Linked DNA regions of Hordeum vulgare: region 2 is linked to region 1. The links are chromatin contacts, called in public Hi-C maps. All regions are on one chromosome and are shown on one strand. The core of a region is the stretch at or near the end of the contact, and the rest is flanking DNA. Distances in the headings are between cores, read along the strand shown.

Region 1 (2,700 bases), core at 188-2,687:
GCAGCCCTACTATTCTTAACAGGTTTTTCTTGGGACAAGAATCTCCCACACACGAGCTAATGGCATAAAGCATCTATATCTATACCACTGTATAGTGTCTCAATAACTTTGAATACTGGTTCTGGATGGTTTCATCCAACGGTTGGGATGTGGCAAACCCGAGTAATATTGACCATTAGACATTCTCTTCATTACATAATATCTAGAAGTTTCTCCTTGAGCTTAAGCACAATCATAATATGCACAAACTTTAAAACAAAGACTGTTCTCCTTTGTTCTAGATTCTTCCATACTTTAATTCTCCAAACAAATTTTATTAAGAGAATTTTCATTCATTTTTGTTATATCATTTACATTGCACAAAACTCAAGCACTTCACATTTTTCCTCGACTCATCTCCAAAAAAAAGTCTTACAAAATAATTGACATGTGTTTTTACTTCATATTTTTATTATTTTTTCATTCGTTTTGCATTTTTCTTCAGTTTGATTTTTCATTTTATGTTTCATTTGGTTTATTTCATATTTTTTTTAGTTTTTTTGTTTTTCTCTTTTGGTTTTTTATTCTACATTTTTTGTATATATCAACAAGATTTTTATAATACACGTTTAACTTTTTTCAATATAATTTAACATTTTTAATATATGATGAATATTTTCTATATACACAGTTCATTTTTAATATATTATAAACATTTTTATACACAATTTTAACATTTAAATGCTTGGTTAACATTTTTCATATACACTTTTTAAAATACATGGTCAAATTTTTATAATACATGGTCAAATTTTTATCTATATACTTTTTAAAATGCTTGATTAACAATTTTAAAGTAAAAACATTAACATTTTTTAATACATTACCAACATAATTTTACAAACATTTAACATTTTCGAAACGCTTGATAGACATTATTCAAACACTTGTTACATATTTTTATATACATGATAAATTTATCATTTTTTAATATATTGTCAACATTTTCTCCTTAGACATTTAATATTTCCAAAAGGCTTGTTTAATAGTTTTAAAATACTTGCCCAATATTTTTTTCTAAAATTATTGATTAACATTTTATATACAATATCAAAAAAATCATCATTTTTTAATACGTGGTCAACAATTTTTTTATACACGCTCAAAGTTTTCCAAATACTTGATTAACATTTTTAAAATACTTGTTCAATATTTTCTGAATGCTTAGTTAACATTTTTTTCAAATACTTGTTCGATATTTTGTGAAAGATTGATAAGAAAATTTCCAAATACTTCCGAATGCCTAATTATTATTTTTAAAATACTTGGTTCACATTTTAAAAATATGATTTTTGAAATATATTAGAGTATAAACAAACGTAAAACAATAAAGCAAAAACGAAAACAGAACACGTAAAAGAACAGAAAAACAGGCCGTGGCCTCGCACGCGTATGGGCTGGCCCATCATGCTTGCCCCTTTGAGCAAGTCAGAAGTTACACACTCGCTGATTGCCAGAAAAAATATCTAGCAGGCTTGCAGCCTTTTATTATGTCGGACGGGCCAATAATTCTTTTTCCTCTCTCGGGCTGGCTGAAATATATTCAGCCTAAAGGCTAAAATAAGTTGTCTGATTATTTAATCTGTGGGGACAATAAAGTGTGGTTTGCCTCTAGAAAAAAATCTGCCACAAAAGCACAGTGTAAGCCACGGTGCTTCAGTTCACACTTCAGAGTGTATTTTGCCACAAAAAGGGTCGTTTTTCTTCGAAACGAAAAAAAAGCGTCTTTTCCGCACATCTTCTGGAAGTGTACTTTCTGGTCATCAGATTACACTGCAAAATAGTCGATGAAAAAAAAAAGATTACACTGCAAATCTCCGTGGACTGTATGGATGAGAAGCTGTTGGAGGGCACTGTTTCCATCCACCGAGTTCGATCCAGCCATTAGGATGACAAGACAATCGAACCGATTCGCGAGACACCATGATGTGACCTGTCATGCAATGCAACCGAGTACCCCTCCGTTCCTAAATATAAATTTTTTAAACGATTTTACTAGGAGTCTACATACAAATCAAAATAAGTAAATCACACTCTAAAGTATGTCTATATACATCCATATATAGTTTACTAGTGAAATCTTTACAAAGACTTATATTTAGGAACGGAGGGAGTATATAACAAAAACTATCACATTACAAACGTTAATTTTGGAAAATTACTATTTTTTAATCTTTTAAAAAAGTACCACAAAAGTGGTTGCGGTACGGCTGATTCAAAAAACCTAGTGATCGAACGGTTACATTTTAAATGCGCTTATGACACGTATGGGCCCGCCCGTGAGGGTTCTGTCGGCTAGGGGCTCACGGCGCGCTTGCGGACGACCGTTAGGTCGACCCGTTCCGACCGTGGTCAAAGCGACCGACCCGGCTCACTCTGTTTCCCCGTCCTCCTCTCTTCTCTCGCTTGCACTCCCTCTCCCGCGATGGCGCCGGCGATGGCGAAACCAGGCGATGGCGGCCACTCTACGGTGGGAGATGGAACGGGGGATGACGACAACGGAGAGTATTCGAAAGTGGATAATTGGTTGGGCAGCGGCAGCTTTGCAATGCAGTCGCCCGTGCTGACGCCGCAGCATACTCCTCCGATGACGCCAGAAACTGCACCACCATCACCGGACAATCAACAGTTCTCGCTCGAGTACACATCGGCCAGGGCTCT
Region 2 (2,700 bases), core at 121-2,620, 300 kb before region 1:
GAGTTCCATTTGGTGTGTGTGGCGGTGGTCGTGAGTTATCGACGAAAAAAATAGGTGTTAGCCGTCGCCGGCGGGGTCTTTTGTAGGTCGCGGTCGAGTTTGGTTTTTACTGTGCGCATTACCCCTTTGTGGTTGTGTTCTGACCCTCTCTCGCGTTTTTTGCCGGTTTCCCAAATGATGCTATATATAAATAACAAACAAATCTGATGAAACAATTGTTTGTGATTGTATCTCCAACAAACATAGGTGTGCGGGAGTAAACGTGTCCGATGTCCGTGCCCTGTAAAATCAACTCAGCACAGTGATGGTAGCCGCAAGAGTTAGCCAAGACAAAGGGGTATATATTTAGGAACGAAGGGAGTATATATTTAGTGTAATATAATTAGCCCAAATATATACTTCCTTCGTTCCTAAATTTTATTTTTTAGAGATTCAATTCTATAACAACACATACTAGGACAAAGGAAGTTGACGGGGTGTGAGTGGCGCATGGCAAGATCGTCGGGTGTCCTTGCAGTATACGGGAAAATGCAGGGGTGATGCGGCGGCAACGTCGATGAGCTGCTAGGAAGGCTGGGTCGAGACATGAGAGAAATGAGGAAGCTATACTAGCGGCAGAGGAAGGGGAACGAGTGGCCAAAAATGCAAGGGTGGAAAGATAAATAAGATTTAGGGGGGAACCCACGCATGGCCCCGTATGTGACGCTCCGCGTACGACTCAATGAAAACTCAGCTGGTCGACCGGCTACAAACATTTACCTTTTTAATATAGCAGTTGATCAGTGTTATGAAACAAACATCATTAATATTACATCGATTAGGATTAGTGACCTTATATTTTTGTAAATTGTATTTTTTATAGTGGTCTTATATATAAAAATAAAGGGAGTAACTAAAAAGGGGTGGATTATAAGACCCACTCTTGTTCGACCTGAATCTAGCAAAAGGAAAACTCTTCACGCCGGCAGTCCGACCAAATGTTGCGTCGCTCACGCATGTATTGCATGATCGACCTGCATTTGTTGGCATGTGTTGCTTCCATGTCATATTGAGGGGTGGGGGTGGCGCTGCATCCATAACCGGCGAAGCTGCATCCATTTTTGCTGCAAACATGATGATGCGGCGAGTTTTTGCCGGAACCAGCATCGGCGGTGCTATAATCGACACGACGTTTTGTTGCAACCGGGCATGCTCGTTGCTACAACGGGCACGGCAATTGCTGCAACCGGCCATGACCGCCCCGGATGGGATCTTCATGGAAGCTCCGACCAAGGGTACTTTGATTGGGGGGACATCACTGGCGCTGAGCGAGGTGGACTTTTTTCCCGGGCGTGATGTGTAAAGCGATGCGGGGAGCTTGGTTGATTTTATTTTATTTTTTGTTTCTTTGAGTGAGAGAGGTGGACAGTGATGAACATAACGCTCTAATCAAACGGCTATTAAGACGCAGATCGTGCGGCCGCGGAAGGACGATACAAATTTGGGCTGGTGCATCAGCGTCTATCACTGGTCTAGCAAAAACTAGCGAACATGCCAACACAATCGACAACTCATATTTGATGCTTCAGCACTGTTTAAGAGGTGTGCCACTATTAGAGCACGGTTAATACTATAGTCAACTCCTCGCTATGGTCATTCTCATGTCATCTATATCACATCTTATAGCCAACATGTACAATAATTGATTAGAAAAATATACTATTTTTTATTACATGGCCCACCTTTCACTCTTACAAAGTGCCTAAGAGCATGTATTAGAGCTAGCTCTTAACTAAGAGTCCGCTTACCTTCTCTCATTTTCTGTTTCCTCCAACTAAACAAAAATATACTACTTTATTTCTTATAGCCAACTGACTCAACTTTATTGTACTTGCTCTTAGACGCATGTGGGCTACACTTTGGGAAACTTATATGATTACTCCCTTTTTTGCGCTTAATTGCTGATTCGTTCGCTCAGCCTCGCTCGCTCGCTCGTTCTTATTTTTTTGCTCAGGTGTGGTGAGTTGCTAGTCAGAAAAATAAAGACGCCACCTTTTTCATGATTTTGAAAATAATTATAAAATAGAAAAGGTTCGTGGCTTTCAACAAATAGGCACGGGTCTAGACAAGTGTTCGCAAATTCTAAAATCATGAATTTGAAAATGTTCATGAATTTTATAGAAGTTTGTGAATATTTTTTTCACAAATTCGAGAAGAAACATATAAATGGTCATGGGTTTAAAAAAAGGTTCTCAAATTTGAAAAAAGTTCACAATTCAAAGAAAAGTTCATCAATTATAAAAATGAATTTGCAAAAAGTTCATTGATTTTGAGGAAGTTCACGGATTTATTGAAAAACTCAGGAATATGAAAAAAACATCGAATCAAAAAAATGTTCTTCAATTTTTCAAAAAAGTTCATGAAATTGAAAGAAGATCGGCGATTAGAAAAGAGTTTATGGATTTTAAAAAAGGTTAATTTTTTAAAAATGTTTACAAATTTGAAAAAAGTTGATCAATTTTTAAAAAATGTTCATGGATTTCAAACATTTTATTCCTTTTCAAAAAAGCATGAATTTAAAAAAGGTCCACAAACTTGAAAATGTCATCAAATCTGAAAAAAAAAATCACAAATTTGAAAAGAGTTCATGAGTTGAAAACTTTATTGTAATTGAAAAAATGCATGGATTCAGAAAAAAGTTCACAAGTTTGAAAAAAAATA

Evidence for each region. Hi-C and Micro-C count contacts between places; a contact is called where the count stands out from the background.
Region 2: a contact with region 1 is called in a Hi-C map of leaf, with 6 times the contacts expected there. The contact joins two enhancer-like sites. A contact is called at or near these places in 2 of 6 Hi-C or Micro-C datasets (leaf and seedling).

Annotation. Positions count from the first base shown.
Region 1 is chr4H:465,585,733-465,588,432 of MorexV3_pseudomolecules_assembly, reverse strand. No RefSeq gene overlaps it. Among protein-coding and RNA genes, the nearest start is that of LOC123448981, 23 kb to the right of the region's middle. Within about 2 kb of position 1,437, at least 3 of the 3 cell types and tissues checked have open chromatin away from gene starts, as enhancers often do. A contact at or near this core is called in leaf, where this site is marked.
Region 2 is chr4H:465,888,326-465,891,025 of MorexV3_pseudomolecules_assembly, reverse strand. No RefSeq gene overlaps it. Among protein-coding and RNA genes, the nearest start is that of LOC123448983, 21 kb to the right of the region's middle. Within about 2 kb of position 1,370, at least 1 of the 3 cell types and tissues checked has open chromatin away from gene starts, as enhancers often do. A contact at or near this core is called in leaf, where this site is marked.